3 separate regions of the Mus musculus genome follow, and regions 2 and 3 are each linked to region 1. Evidence: chromatin contacts called from public promoter capture Hi-C data. All regions are on one chromosome and are shown on one strand. Each heading gives the region's core, a stretch centred on a gene start, on an enhancer-like site or on the middle of the called end of the contact. The rest is flanking DNA. Distances are from core to core; before and after follow the strand shown.

Evidence for each region. Promoter capture Hi-C pulls out the DNA fragments that hold promoters and counts their contacts.
Region 2: a promoter capture Hi-C map of pre-B cells shows a contact between it and region 1, with 6 times the contacts expected there. The contact joins the promoter of Morf4l1 here to the promoter of Cep162 in region 1. A contact is called at or near these places in 3 of 39 promoter capture datasets (cranial neural crest, erythroid cells and pre-B cells), 3 of 115 datasets of contacts at active chromatin or transcription factors (astrocytes, memory CD8 T cells and thymic regulatory T cells) and 1 of 9 other capture datasets (liver).
Region 3: a contact with region 1 is called in a promoter capture Hi-C map of liver, with 3 times the contacts expected there. The contact joins the promoter of Tmed3 here to the promoter of Cep162 in region 1. A contact is called at or near these places in 4 of 39 promoter capture datasets (erythroid cells, liver and pre-B cells), 2 of 484 Hi-C or Micro-C datasets (CD4 T cells and CD8 T cells) and 2 of 9 other capture datasets (adipose tissue and liver).

What each region holds. Positions count from the first base shown.
Region 1 is chr9:87,253,401-87,258,530 of GRCm38.p6, forward strand. It overlaps Cep162 (centrosomal protein 162), which reads right to left and starts at 2,132. Exons shown (of 27, transcript NM_199316.2): 1 at 1,863-2,132; 2 at 532-648. The coding sequence starts at 588.
Region 2 is chr9:90,112,328-90,117,457 of GRCm38.p6, forward strand. It overlaps Morf4l1 (mortality factor 4 like 1), which reads right to left and starts at 2,493. Exons shown (of 12, transcript NM_024431.3): 1 at 2,209-2,493. The coding sequence starts at 2,248.
Region 3 is chr9:89,702,237-89,707,366 of GRCm38.p6, forward strand. It overlaps Tmed3 (transmembrane p24 trafficking protein 3), which reads right to left and starts at 2,807. Exons shown (of 3, transcript NM_025360.2): 1 at 2,510-2,807; 2 at 536-784. The coding sequence starts at 2,689.

The DNA of each region.
Region 1 (5,130 bases), core at 882-3,381:
ATTCTGCAACTGACTATGGTGAAGGTTATATAATTCTAAAACAGTTGTCATACAAACTTTAAGTGGGTGAACTGAATGGTTTATGAATTGTAACTGAAGAAAATTAACTTTAAAAAAAAATTAGGTTGAACCACTCCCTTATAACCAGAAATTGAGCAAAATATTTGTTCAACATGGTTCTCTTTCTCTCTCTCTCCGTCCCTTTCCCTCTCCCTCTCTCTCTCTCTGTGTGTGTGTGTGTGTGTGTGTGCATGTGTTTGTGTTTGCATGTGAGCGCGTGCACACATGCACCTTGGAGGGAATGCTGCATTCACTGGGACCGCTGGGTAGACTGGGTGAGAAGATGGCATTGAGCTAACAGGCAGCAGCATTTGAAATGAGTCGAACTGAGGACGGCTGGATAATTCTGTAGGTGCAGGTAGAAGGGATGAGCTGATGGGGTGGTTTATGTTTTCAGAAGAAAGCACTCAAGGATGGATCTTACAAGATGAATTTACAATAAATATTACAATAAATACAGCTTGAGCTTACCTCCTTCATAAACCGTTCAAATTCTTCATCAAGGTCTACTTTGAAATAGTGAGCCATGGTTAGTAATTTTCACGTCACAAAGCAAGTATCTTAAAATTATTCACAGCATTGGAAACACTAAATGACAGAAACAGATGGAAAAATAAACACCTCTGGAGGAAAACAATCATTAAACATCATTAAAACAACACTACTTTAAACTTCAACTTCTCAAGACAGTTTTATATATGTACACACATATATATGATGTAACTTGACAGTTATATTGCAATTACGAGACACCATTGGAGGTCTAATTCATTGAAGCTAACTGACTTGGGAAAGTAGCTTATGAAGTATGTCTTCTCAAGGTTGATCATTACATTTCATCCAGTCGCTAAGAGGTGGGCTCCAGGATCTTTTCCACTGTATATGTATTTGTCTCTGCTAATACCTCTCAGAATCCAGGTCCTCACAGAGAATATTAAAAAAAAAAAAATTAAAAGAGCAGGAGTGGAAAGACTAATATTTTTTCTTGTAAAGCACAGTATACAGGTTGTGCTTCCGGATTCACGTATTTTCAAATTAAGGGTTTTGCAAAATAGACTTTCTATAATCAGGATTTTTTTCCAGACATAAACTAAGTGAATTTATAAGACTCAGAATATAATAAAGAATTTAGTGGTGCATCCCAGAGATTTCTACACTTAGGAGACAGACAGCTCTTTAGTTGGGAGGTTAGCCTGAGTTACAAGCCTGAATTTCAGGTTAGTCTGAGCTATATAGTGCAATCCTGTCTTAAAACATCCCCAACGAGCACAGAATACCCTTGGAAGTTAATGACACACATTAACTACTATTTATGTTTCTCTTGAAGCAAAGGCAGGCTAAAAGAAACAATGCCGCGAGCACCTTTAATGGGATCTAGTCAAGTTGTCTCAAAGCTGGACTTCAGCTAGGAGAGGCCATCTTCAGATCTGTCCTAAACCTTTGGATTTAACTCTTTAGGGCAACACGAACAAACGCTAGTTTTCTTTTCTAAGGGACGGCAGCAGGTTTGCCCACCATCTTTCAGTGGAATACTTAGTGCTTTTATTTGCATTTTCGACTAAGAGGTCTTAGGGTCAGGATGAGGAGTTGGACAAACAGGTTAGTCAGAGGCAAACCCCACGAAAGGGCCCTCAGCTCAGTCCAGGCTGCAGGAAGCGCAGATTTGGGGGCTAGCTCGAAGCAAAGACTTGGAGTCCCGACAGAGGAGCGGAGTAATGCGCAAAACAAAGTTCGGAGACCCTGCCTGAGGTACAACCTGGAAACAACAACAGGGTCGCAGACAGCCACAACGCCTCACCTACCTGCTCCTGGGAGCCCGCGCTCTCCCGGAAAGTCCCGGCGAGCGGGCTGTTGTCAGGGCAACAGACCCCTACAGGCGGGCTCCCGGGTGTCACGTGATCCTGCCTGCCACGTGACCCAGGGAGCAGCCAGACAAGCTGTCAGTCTTCTGGTGACTCTCAAATAAAGATTGGAACCTTCACGGCTCTGCAGGATGTGGCGGCCGTAAGGGACGTGGGCGCGGCAGCAGTGTGCACATCCCGCTTTCTCTTACTCCCGGAAATCCCGAGCTCAGCTAGCCGGCCGGGAAGACCCAGGCGCAAGCGCACCATCTAGAGCCAGCGCGTGGCTTTCTGGGAGTTGTAGTTTAGTCCCTTTGTGCTCGTCCTTCCGCAGCGAGCTGCTCTTCTTTCCAGCCTTTCCCACCCTTTTCATTTGAAGGCTACTGTCCAGGTTGAAAGTTTTAAAAACGGTGTAAGAGGGTTGATTTCCTTCAAGTAATAAGCCTTGTGTGGGTGTTATGAGAAAAGTACAAATGCATTAGAAATAATTCCGGTGTTAGAAGAGATGTCCGCCACCCAGTGGACAAGCATTTGAAAATACACAATACCAAGATTCTCAGTGAGAGCCTTGCACTAGTTCAGCAGCTCTGGTTTTTCTGGTATCCTGCTTTTCAAAGCTCTCTTCTGCAGTGGTTTGCTTGAGTTTTTATTTTATTTTACTTTTTTACCCGCTCTCTCTCTCCTCTTTCTTTCGCTCTCTGGATACGTATACACAGGCACACCAAATCAGAAGACAACATTTTGGAATGAAAGTAAAATCTTCAAACAGTAAAGGTCTTTGCCTCTGGTATACATAGTTCTGTACCTCCTTTCTGGCCTGAACTTTTCACTCAACAATGCATATTGACATCTGAGTGTGTACAAGCCAGAAACTATCCGATTAAAATGCAATAATAGAGACCTGTTTTAAGCTACCATTTTAAGCTTGGTGAGAGCATTATGTACATTATTTAAATTTTACAATTTACAAGTCAACTTAATTCAGCTTATGGCTTTTCTTTTAGTACATACTGAATTGAGCACATTCCATGCCCTATAGACGTGGGTTCCGTGAAGCAGACAAGTAGCCCAGACAACTGTTAAAGGAGTGCGGCAAGAAGAGCTATGGTGGCTAGTCATGTACACAAGCTGAGAAAGTTGGGGGATTTTTTTCCACTTGAGGTCTCATTTCAGTCTCACTCACCATAGTTATTTTTTACCATCAACTTGTTAGGGTCCAAGATCTTGGGAGAATGATACCCTAAACTAAGTAGTATGCAAAAGCAAAGAATGTTTATTCAGCAGAATTTCCTGCAAGGAGGGGTCTCCTCATTCAGGAATGGACACATGTAGTGAGTGGGCTTGCAGGCCTAGCTTTTATATTTGTCAGTTAGGGGAATTCCAGGGAGGAATTTGTGCCATTTTGCCTTGATTGGTTAGCTCTATCTCTAGAAGTTTGACTGATTCTACAATTGGTTAGGGCTCTGGAGACTTCCCAGGTTTGGGGTGGGGAGGGATCTCTTATCCATTCTAGATACCTATTCTTACTTCAGGCCAGATGACAAGGTGTCCACAGATTGGCTGCCTGTGGCTTGGTTTGCTGACCACAGGTTCCTGGACTTAGGGTCTCATTTCTGGGAAACAGAAAGTTAGGCCTCGTCTCCCAAACTGTTAGTTTATTTTCACCTTATCCATCTTTCGTTAGATTTTCCAATTCAGCTTTACCCGCACCAGACTACTAAAACAATTCTTGGTGGGGGTTGCTAATTTTCTCATAGGGTGTTGCAAGATTGTAGAAAACAAATTTCTATGACATAACCTTAGTTAATATGAAAACCCTATTTGTGCTTGTTCTAGATTTCCCTTTGAGCTCTAGTGTTCTCTTACGCGCGTTTGCGACCGGCCAGGAAAGACGCAACAAGCCAGAATCTTCTGCGGCAAAGCTTTATTGCTTACTCAGGAGCAAGAGAGGAAGAGCGCGGCAGAGAGAGGCAGAGAGGAAGAGAGAGAGAGACGCAGAGAGAGGCAGAGAGAGGGGCAGAGAGAGAGAGGCAGAGAGCAGAGGAAGAGAGCAGAGGAAAAGACGAAGAGAAAGAGACAAAGAGACGAAGAGACGAAGAGAGGGAGTGCCAGAACCCCGTCCCTTTTAAGGAGAATTATCCTCCACCTAGGACGTGTCACTCCCTGATTGGCTGCAGCCCATCGGCCTAGTTGTCATCACGAGAAAGGCAGAGCACATGGCGGGAAAACTGCCCCTGCACATGTGCAGATTATTTACTACTTAGAACACAGCTGTCAGCGCCATCTTATAATGGCAAATGTGAGTGCGGCTCCCCACAGTGTTCTATGTATGATAACCTAATTCATATATATTCACATAATACCCTAGAAACATCTCTCTGTAGACCAAGCTGGCCTCCAACTCAGAGATCCATATGCCTCTACCTCTTCAGTGCATGCACTATGCCCACCACACACTAGAGCCATCTCTAAAGTAATAGAAGCCTTGCGTTTTTGCTTGTGTGTATGCATGTGTGTGAGAACACCTGAGTGTGCATGTATATGGAGGTCATAGGTTGACGATTGGATGTCTTCTTCAACTGTTTTCTACCTAATCCATTAAGGCAAGGTCTCTCACTAGAGCCCAGCGCTTACGATTGACTAGTCTAGCTATCCAGCTTGCTCTGAGGATCCCCTGTCTCTGCCCTGAATGCTCTGATTACAGCCATCTATTACTCCCCACCTAGCTTTTACATAGTGCTGTGGATCTTAACTCTGGTCCTCATTCTTGCACCACAAACACGTTACCCACTGAGCCATTCCTTTCAGCCACAGAAGCCTTGATTTTATTCTTTTCATATACTTATTTCTCTAATTCTCATGTGACATAGCAATTACTTGACATAAATCTTGCAGTTTTCTCTTCCCTATATGTACTCAATCATGCCAAACTACCTTTGAAATGTGTCTTCCTTCAATTCACTTCTCTAAATCTTAAGTGCTGATGTTTTGACCCACAACATTATTTCCTGAACTACTTCCCTAACCTCCTGCTTTTTCACTTGTTCCCCCTAGCATACTGTCTATACAATGACATTGTCTATATAAGAGGTCATTATTTGACAACATAAACTAGGTTAGTTCATTATTTAGGATCCTTCAAAGAATTCTTGCTAGATCAGGCATAGCGGTAGAAGAGACCATGTGACACAGTTGCTACCCCTGGAGCAGAGCCGGCAGGATGTGGGGC
Region 2 (5,130 bases), core at 1,243-3,742, 2.9 Mb after region 1:
AAATTGGCTGCTTCAGCTAAAAACTACACTAAGTAAGGCTCTTTGAATAATGAAAATTTACACACACACACAACTAACTAACTGATGTACATCAGTCTAACAAGTGGAAAGGACAAATTAAGAAGGCAGTTCTCCATCCTCAGATCCACTCTACTCTCAAATGACAAAAATCTTGCCCTGGGCTGATGAATTTTTTAAGAACACACCACCACCACCACCACCACCACCACCACCACACACACACACACACAAGGAACTGAGAAGCATTTCTATTCCCAGCAGGCCCAGTTCCTGGAAATCCAATGCCGCCTTCTGGCTTCTGAGGATACTCACACACATAAAATAATGCAACACAAACATCAACAAAATGGAAAGTTACCACCTTTCACTATCAAAATTCTACCAAGATTTCAAAATAATCCCATCAACACTGTTTCCTTTCTAGATGTTCTCTGGGTTATTATCAACCATTCTTGATTTCTAGTTTCTAACATCAACCAAGGATTTAAGCTTTTGTGCTCTGACAATCAGAAATCTATGGGCCTCTTGGCATGCTCTGCTACATAAAACATCAAATTACAAAGGAAACCAACTGTTTCGCAGAGTTGGCAAAACTACAGTGTACACCATCTTACACTATCTACAAGTGAGGACCAGCCAGCTCAGTGTCTTCCATAGTAGCTAACTCTTCACACTAGTTTTTGAGATGGTCGATTACTTTAGCTGTAGCTCACCCATGGGCTGACTGGACAATGAGCTAACAGAGATCCATCCACCTGCGCAGGTCTCCACACTCCCTGAACCTCCACTGGGTATAGAGCAACACCCCGTTCCCCATACACACACAAGAGTTTCTCTGTATAGTTCTGGATGTCCTGAAAAGCTCTAAGTAGACCAGAATGGCCTCAAACTCAGAGATCCGCCTGTCCTTGTACATCGATTAATTAAAACGTTTCGATTTGGAACTTGAGACTTTTAAAAGTCTGGCACTTTACTGGTTAAACATCCTAGAACAGGAGTTACGCAAGCGCCTGGACCCAGCATGTATGATGATAAACACAGACGGCCGTATCTGGCAGTAACAAGTTTAAAGTGTTCCTTTTTATGCTTATAGTTTTATTTCCTTTAGTATATCAGTAAATCACCTCGACAGATGAGTTGTGAGAACCGAGTAACTGCTTTCCATTAGCAGTAACCGTTCATCAGCAACGTTCTCAGTCAAAGCCAACTAATAAGCGTTAGCTTTCAAATCGCCATTAAAATCGAATACTACTACAACCAGTCAAGCAACTACTGTATTTAAAAATGACAAAGAGGCCATGCATCTCAAGATGGAAACGCCCTAAGGAGGAACTAAAAACTGTTTCCACGAGAACCGCTCGGCAGAGCACAGAGTACTTAAAGGGCCCTGGCGCACAGCTCCAAAAACAGCAAAACGATGCCCTCAGGCAACAGCAAGCCTAGGAACTCGCTCGGGCGGCTCCAGTTTTATTTTTTTTTCTGTCCCCACCCATCACTCAGAGGCAAGAGGAGGAACTGGTCTGCGCGTGATCGCCGTGCCAGGGGGCGCTGCATCTGGCCCGAAGCTGCGTGTAAGCTGCGAGACGCCGGCAGCCATGATGGCGCGGCCATCTTGCCGCGGCCATCTTACAACGCAGTTCTCCCGCCGCGGGGCGCACAGCCCACCCCCCATCCCCTGTCCTCCCAACAGCAGAACTCCACACAACGCCGAGACAGAGCCGCTCGTTTGTCCAACAGCCTCGAACCTTCGGCCCACAGTCGCCCGCGCGGCCCGCGGCCGAGAGCTAAGCGGGGAGGATGCGCTGCCGCTGCTCCCCTCCCCCACGCCACATCACCTCCCAACCGTCGCCGTCGCCATCGCTCACCCGCCCGCCGGGCACCTCCCTTCAATAGACTTTCTCCGCTCTCGGAAAAACAAACAAACAAGCGCCGAGGCTCTGCCACACGCACGGAGATGCCCTCGGCCCTGGCCGTGGCCGGGGGCTCGCTTTCGCGCCACCGAGCACTGTCGCGGATGACGCACTGAGATTACCCTCCGCAGTGCGCCTTTCCCCCTTACAAAGCAAGGCCTGCACGGTTTCCCCCGGCCGCAAGCCCCGCCGACCCCGACCCCCAAACCTCCAGCGCCCTGAGTCAGCCTCTCTCCCGTGCACCGTTAGATGCCTCTCCCCAAAGCGGCACACTCACCCTCCTGGAATTTCGGCTTAGGGTCCTGCTTGGGCGCCATTTATAAGTGATTCGCCGCCTCCTCCTTCTCCCACCACCCCCGACTACCGCCCCCTACTCTCTACCCCACCCAACTCAGCGTCAGACGCGCCGTCGGCCACAGCCAGCTCTACATCCTGGGCGCGATTTGCCAGCGCCGCCTGACCTCACAGCACCGCGACCCGCGCAGCCGCCGCCTCAGCCAACGGCTAACCGCTACGCACACAAGCCTGCGCCCGTGCCGCCCAGAGGCATGCCGGGATTGGTAGTTCGACCTCGGATGACGCCAGCAGGGTGGGGGAGGGGAGTGGGAGACAATTGCCCCCCCCCCACGCCCGCGATCCACCACCGCCCCTGTCCCCAACCCCAGCCCTCTAAGTATCCAGACCCCAGAGGCTTGTTAAAACCCAGATTTTTATTTTCTGTAGGTGACAAAGAGGAAGGAATAAGTAAATCACTAGCTAGTGACGAAAGGATGGGAAAAACTCAAGGGGGGCAGATGCTTAGATAGGAAATGAAGCCAGGTAAATGTGGTGGGGTGTTGAAGTGGCCTGAGGACAGGACTGTCTCTGCAGCCTGAGTTCCACGGCATCACCAGGACTTGGCCTAGGAGAGCGCTGGAAGCCAGAAATGAAGCTAGATGCGAGTGAGAAGGTGATCCTCTCCAGAAGCTTCGGTGTCTAGAAAGCCATGCCCTGTTTGAGGGAGTTGGGGGTTGGGAGGGGGTGGGGGTCCGGTTCCCATGACTATTTGTAGATTGCAGCTTCTGACTCTTGAAGTACTTAGTCTCACTAAAGGGGGCAAACCTGGATTGCTGTCAAAGTCAAGGTTCCATACTTAACCCCTTTGTACCATCTTTTGCCATCTTATTTCTTTGGGGTAGTATTGGATGTATACTCAAAAAAAAAAAAACCCAACCCACAACAACAACAAAACCTCTCTTCACATTGTTCCTATGTTCAAAAACTCCTTAATGTACTCTGCTGTGAAATAACACTGTACCCCTGTACCCACTAAATTACATGAATTGCACACAAAGGATCAGAGCTGTTAATTAGGGAGATAAGTCAGAAAACAGTCACCCTGATATTTGAAGCCCTTCCACACTTTGTAGCTACCTAATTATCCTAGGCAAACCTTTATGTCAAAGCCTTTTCTCTTTTCAACAGAGTCTTACTAAATATATTTAACCCTGGCTTGCCTGGAACTGGCTATATAGACTGAGAGGACCATGAACTCACAGTGTCTAGCTCCTGAAACTCTGTCTCTATTTTTTTTTCAGTTATTTTTTTTTTTTTTTTTTTTTTTGAGACCAAGTTTCTCTGTGTAGCCCTGGCTGTCCTGGAACTAGCTCTGTAGACCAGGCTAGCCAAAACTCAAACATTTACCTGCCTCTGCCTCCCAAGTGCTGGATTTAGAGGTATGCACCACCAAACCTGGTTCTGATGTACTTTAAACTACTTTGTGAAAAGTTTTCTCAGGTTACATTTCAACCAGCAAGTTGAGGATACCTGTTTTCCCACATCCTTGCCACACATGTTATTTCCACTCTCTGATTTTAAATCAACAGAAGTATGTTGTGCAGAAGAAGCTAGGTATAAGAGTGAACATTTTCATCATTGATTCAAAATCAGGACAGCAGCCAGGCAGTGGTGGCACATGCCTTTAATCCCATCACTTGAGAGGCAGGCAGATTTCTGAGTTTGAGGCCAGCCTGGTCTACAGAGTGAGTTCCAGGACAGCCAGGACTACACAGAGAAACCCTGTCTCGAAAAACCAAAAAGAAAAAAAAGAAAAAATCAGGACAGCGTTCAATTGGATGTCCAGGGTGGGTAGAGGGAGATAAATATGAAAGAGGTACTTTTCCACGGGTAACTTTGATGTCTCCATGATGTCGCCCCCAGAGTGATAGTTAATGTTTCCTTTGCTGTTCATTGTTGAACCAATAAAGTCCTGTTAAGTACAAGAAGAAAAAAAAAAGGGCACTAAGGAATCTTGGTTTTTAGATCTTTTATGATTACGTGAATTTTGGGGCATGTCCAAACATACACATAAATTAATAATCTTTACCATATCTACATTATACCTTAATAACAAATTTTAAAATTTATTTATTGTGTGTTATGCAGCTGTTGGAGGTCAGAAGACAACTTGCAAGAGTCAGTTCACTCCTATCATCTGGGTTCTGGGTATAGAACTGAGGCCATTAACCTTAGCAACTGGTCCTTTTATCCGTGGAGTCAGCTCAACAAAAATATGTTTATGGTCGTTTAGAAAGATTTCATTATGGGCTGGAGAGATGGCTCAGTGGTTAAGAGCACTGACTGCTCTTCCAAAGGTCCGGAATTCAAATCTCAGCAACCACATGGTGGCTCACTACCATCCTTAATGACATCTGACGCCTTCTCCTGGTGTGTCTGGAGACAGCTACAGTGTACTTACATATAAAAATAAATAATAAATAAATCTTTTAAAAAAAGATTTCATTATGAGGACTGAAGAGATGGCTAATCAAGAGCACTAGTTCAGGGCCTGGGTTCAATTCCCATCACTCACAGGGCACCTCAGGGAAACTCCAGTTCCAGCTGTGCACGCCCCTCCCTCTTTTTAAACATATTCTGTGTGCATGCTGTGTGTATCTGCACAAGTGCCCCAGCCCCCATGTGAGGCAGAGGGAGGCTATGTGGAGTTGGTTCTCTCCTCTCACCTTCTGAAACTCAAGCCTTCAGGACTGCAAGACAAGAGTCATTATTTGTTGTGCCATTTTAAAATTAGATCAGAAGAGCTTAATCTAGAAGCCCATGAGCACAATTGTTTTCTCCATACTCAAGCTAAAATTTAGTGTTTCCTTTATAATGAAGATAGTGGGGCTGAAGAGATGACTCAGCAGTTAAAAGAGCTACT
Region 3 (5,130 bases), core at 1,557-4,056, 2.4 Mb after region 1:
AAAGTGGAAAGGGAAGGGAGGGAGAAAAAGAGAATATGAAGAGGAAGTGAGAATTAAAAACAAGCACACACACACACACACACAGAGAGAGAGAGAGAGAGAGAGAGAGAGAGAGAGAGCCTGGATTCCCAAGTCACCATCCAACCTTTTCCAAACTACCCTGAGAGCAGTGCACTACCCAGTGTGCTAGGCCCTGACATATGAGTTTGTTATGGCAGCAGCTGGTCTGACCCTCACCAACACACTCCTGAAGCAGGACATTGTTCTTCACCATCTGAGCATATGACACAGCAGACAGGTACATGTCAGAATTTTGGAAGACGTGCCACGCCCGAGAAAGAGAGTTGGAAGGGTGGAGAGGAAAAGTGTTAGCTATGAGAGGGCTCTGGCTAGAAACAGGAGACCAGAAGTGGTATGGAGTCTTTTACAGCTAGAGGGTGATTCTGGTTCATCAGCTAGGACAAGGACAAAAAAAGCAGAAACATGATGAGAGTGGGAGGGTTCCCCTAGTCCTGTCACGGTCATGCACACTCACCTGAGTGAGAGCCGTGACCCTGTTCCCCATGTCTGGGAGAATGGGGGGCTCGTCACCCACTTGGAAGTCAAAGTAGACGGTCTTATGAGAGAAGGTGGAGAACTCATTACTGAAGCAAAACCGGTAGACGCCCTTGGCCTCTGTCTTGTACGTGAAGCTGTCATACTGCTTCTTGGTCTCCCTGTAGATGACGTTGCCCCTGGGGTCTTCCACATAGCAGTCCACATCGTAGTGGCCTCCAGTGATAACCTGACAACCACAAAAAGGGTGCAGTGATGGGGAGGCAAGCAATTCTTTGAAATGCTGACCATAACGGGGACCCCGCTAAGCATTCTGTAATTTAACCCTCACCATTTTCCAACACAGACTCCATGTAGCTTCCCATCCTGCTGAGCCTACGCAGTTAAGAGGCAGTGACCACTGCACTCGGTGTTTTTCTTAGTATTACTACAAAACATTTGACAGAAGCAATTCAAGGAAAAAAATCCAAATTTATTTGACTTGCAAATAAATTCAAATTTATTTGACTTGCAAATAAATTTGAGGGCATAGTTCATCAGGGAGAAGGCATGGTATCTGGAACATGAAGGCTTCCAGGGGTAGGGGTAGGGGCTAATCACATGGTATCCAGAGTCAGGAAGCAGAGAAATGAACGATAGCATTCAGCTGGTTTCCTCCTTTTTATTCAGCCTGGTGAATGATGGTACTCCCACTTAGGGTGGCTCTTCCCACTGCAATCTAATCTAGAAAGCCCTTTACATTCTCAGAGGCTTGTCTCTTTGGTGGTTATAGATTTCCCCCCACTGATGGGGCATGCCTACCCTCAACGGCTTCTGGAGCCTCACTAGCCACATCAAGAATGCTGGGGTGGGGGGGGCGGTTGTTGTTGTTGTTCTTGTTTGTTTTGTTTTGTTTTGTTTTGTTTCTTCGAGACAGGGTTTCCCTGTATAGTCCTGGCTGTCCTGGAACTCTGTAAACCAGGCTGACCTCGAACTCAGAGATCCACCAGCCTCTGCCTCCCAAGTGCTGGGATTAAAGTCCTGCGCCACCACTGCCCAGCCAAGAATATTGTTCTTATTCTTAGGCTGCCTGTGCTGAGGCAGGCACACACACACACACACACACACACACACACTGTATGTCGTCCATAGATGTGAGAGCAGTCTCATCAGTGACTCCACCATACATGGAATTGTCAGCAGAAGCAACCTTCAGAGCGTCTACCATAGAAGGGCTTACTCATTGTACACAACTGGGGTGCCTGTGTCACCTCATTTCTAGAGGTCTTGCTTTATGGTGGTCATTCATCCCTCTGACCCTATGCCTACTCATTAACCCTAGGGGATAGAGCCTTTACCAAAGCAACTGTTAGCTATGAGATCTGTCCATGGAGACCAAAGTGCAGGACCTAACTTTGTTGAGCCATATGGTAAGCAGAGAGGCAAGCCACATAGCCACACCACTGGGGAGGGAGTGTGTGTGACTGTCCTTAAGTATACACTGGCAGGGTTCGAAGTCTGCACTGAACCCTCCTTTCAAAAAAAAAAAACCCTTCATCACTCCAACTATGTCACCCCAAACTCCAGCTGTAAAGGATGCAGCTGACTTCAGCACCAGCAAGACACCCAGCCCAAAGTGACAGTTGGGTCAGACTGCCACCCAGTGGGTGTCCAGCTAATTAATACTGATGTTCCTGGAGGTACCTGGGAGAGGTCATTCTGGTCAATTCTGCAGGGGGCGACAGGGGGCGGTAACAGGCCCCCCATCCTGAGCGCTCACCTGTAGCCTGCCTAACTCCCCAGTGCCCCTGGCCCACTTCGGGAGGGCTCTGGCAGATACAAACGTTTCTTCTCAGGGAGAAGTCAACCGGTCTGGGGTTGTTATCCCCGACCCCCTCAGCCTTTGGTGGCTAATCTTGGCCGCTCCGGATGGCGGCGCACCAGTAGCCCCAGTGAGACGCGGCTAGGGCCGCACCTGGTAATCCAGAGAGAACTTCACGCCCTGCTCCACCTCTTCGTGGAAGCACTGCTTGGCGTTGTCCGGCAGCTCGAAGGTGAGCTCAGCGCTCCGCAGTGGCTCGGCCCGGAGCAGGAGCAGAAGCAGCAGCTGTAGCAGCATCTGGAAGGATGAAGCGTGCGGAGCCTCGTGGACCATGATGCTCCGGGCCTAGTCCTCTCTAGGCTCCCGCGCAGCGACAGCAGGGACAGCAGGGAGAGGGGAGGGGCCCCCTGAAGAGACGTGGCGCGAGCTCAGCACAGCGGTTCCGGGTGGCGGCCACTCCGCGCGCAGCCGCACACCAGAGAGGTGGGCGGGGAACCTTTCCGCCCGCTGCGCAAGCGCATCACTGAGTTTAGGCGCTATTGTATTTGATGCGGCTCTTGGACTCGGGTACTTCTCAGTGCGTCCCTTCAACTCGGAAACCGTTGGGCTTCTAGTCTGTTTCTGACTTGCTGTCACTTAGTGTCTGCCACGTCTCCGGAGAAATCCCGGACGTAATGAACACATTCAGTAGTTAGGAGGACTCGATGGACTAGAAAGGAACCGCAGGGAAGGGAGGCGACGGATCCTCCACTCCCCCCTCCTACCTAAGGTGAAGAAGTGTTCAACAAAGTAAACCCCATGGCTACACTGGGGGAAAACAGGTTTTCTTGCACACAGACTCCCTTCTGGAAATAAAAGCATCTAAAGGATTTCAATTATGTTTTCGCATTCGGGTCACATTGAAAATTTTTTCAGAGAGAATCTGCCATCCCCTTTAACTTCTAAAAGTGTTGAAAGACAAGTTGATTTATTGTCTTATTCATGACAACTGCCCTAAGAAGGATATATATGATTTTATGTTCACCATAGTCCATAAACAAAGAGACATTACATGTTATAATATTTGCTGATACATAAACACTTACTGTCAGTAGAACATTATTAGATATGGTGAATCTTAATTTTAACAAAGAATTTCACTACTCATATATACTACCACATAGATAAAATTGGCATACACTACCACTGGCCATACTGGATCCTGTATCAAGGAGCTAATGTGCATGAAAGCAGCACCCATAATATAATTATTAATAAAATGTACTATCTCTGTGCTAGATTAGATGTGAAAGAGGTGTTGAGCTGTGTGCCTTGGGGCTCCTTCCCTGCTTGTCCTATTTAACATTGACTTATATTTCTTATTTTCAATTATGTGTATGCACATGTGTGTATATGAGTATGTATATATGAATGCAGGTCTCCAAAGAGGCCAGAGGCTTTGGATCCCCTGGAGCTAGAATTGCAGGCAGTTGTCACTCATTTGATAAGGCTTTTGGGACCCAAACTGGGGTCCTCTAGAAGTATTCTTAACCAGTGAGCCATCTCTCCTCCAACTCTTAACATTTTTAATGAAGAGTATTTGAAGATGTGAAAGTTATAATCATCTAACTGGAAAATCAAGTGAAGAAAAACAAAACAAAACAAAACAAAACAAAACTGAAGTTCCCACAAGTTAAAGATGAAGCGCTACATTTAAGTTCCAGGTGGTGGGGATGGGGGTTGGGAGGGTGGGGGAGGGAGGGGGAATCTGCAGTGGTTCAAAAGAAGAGGCCTGGTTTCACAGCTCTTTAAGTTGGAGCAGGCAGAATTGGAATCAGCATCAAACTACATATAAGACAAGAGAAAATGCCTGAGTTTTAAAAAAATAAATTATTGCCTTAGCAGACAGTGATCAGGTGGTACCTATTGTATTGTTTTAGGAGAGCTATTTTCCGTTTGGGGCACTAGTCAAAGGAATGTGATTAGGAGGAAGCCAGCATAGACATTGCCAGGAAGCTGACTCAAACAGAGAATGCCCAAGGGAAAATAAATAAATAGCAGGACTTAGCATGGAAGCTAAAAACCAATAGGAAATGAAAGCTTTAAAAGTGTGCGGGCACTAACAATGTACCAGACACACTGTCATCTCACTATTCAACTCAACATAATTTATATTAATTGAGTAACCAGCTCAACATAGTTTATATTAATTAATATTCACTAGTAGCCATGTCTTTAAAAAAAATAAGTTTGCTCCTATTTGATAAGGAGCCCGGGATGTTTAATTCAGTAGCTCTTGTCATTGTTCACTTTTTCTGTGTGTCAGCAGCTTGAGCCAGCCTCAATTTATAATCTCCATGGTTTTGTGAGTCCATGGTTTTGGACAGTTGAACGTCAGGCAGTCTTCCCTGGATTTGCCCATGATGCTACATTCATCTAGAGTCCATCTGTGCTGGGCTGTGCAAGATAACCCCACTGGCATGTCTAGGGCAGATACAGGTTACTGGCTCTAATGCCTTTTTCTCTTCCAGGCATTCTCTCACCACTAGGAGGCTACTGCGGGAAGTCATCTTGCCTGCTTCTGTGAAAGCCTGCCTGTCAGGCAGAGTCAAGTCAGACCAGGGTCTACAATAAGAGGGGATATACTTGAACTTCACGGCAAGGGGCTAAATGTTCTGTTAATCTTGGAGGAAGGAACAGCAGGATTAGGAAGGCTTCCGGATGGGTACAGATATCAAATGTACATCATCCATTGTCTCTGCTGGCTTGTGACTTTGTTTCCCGACATACTGTAA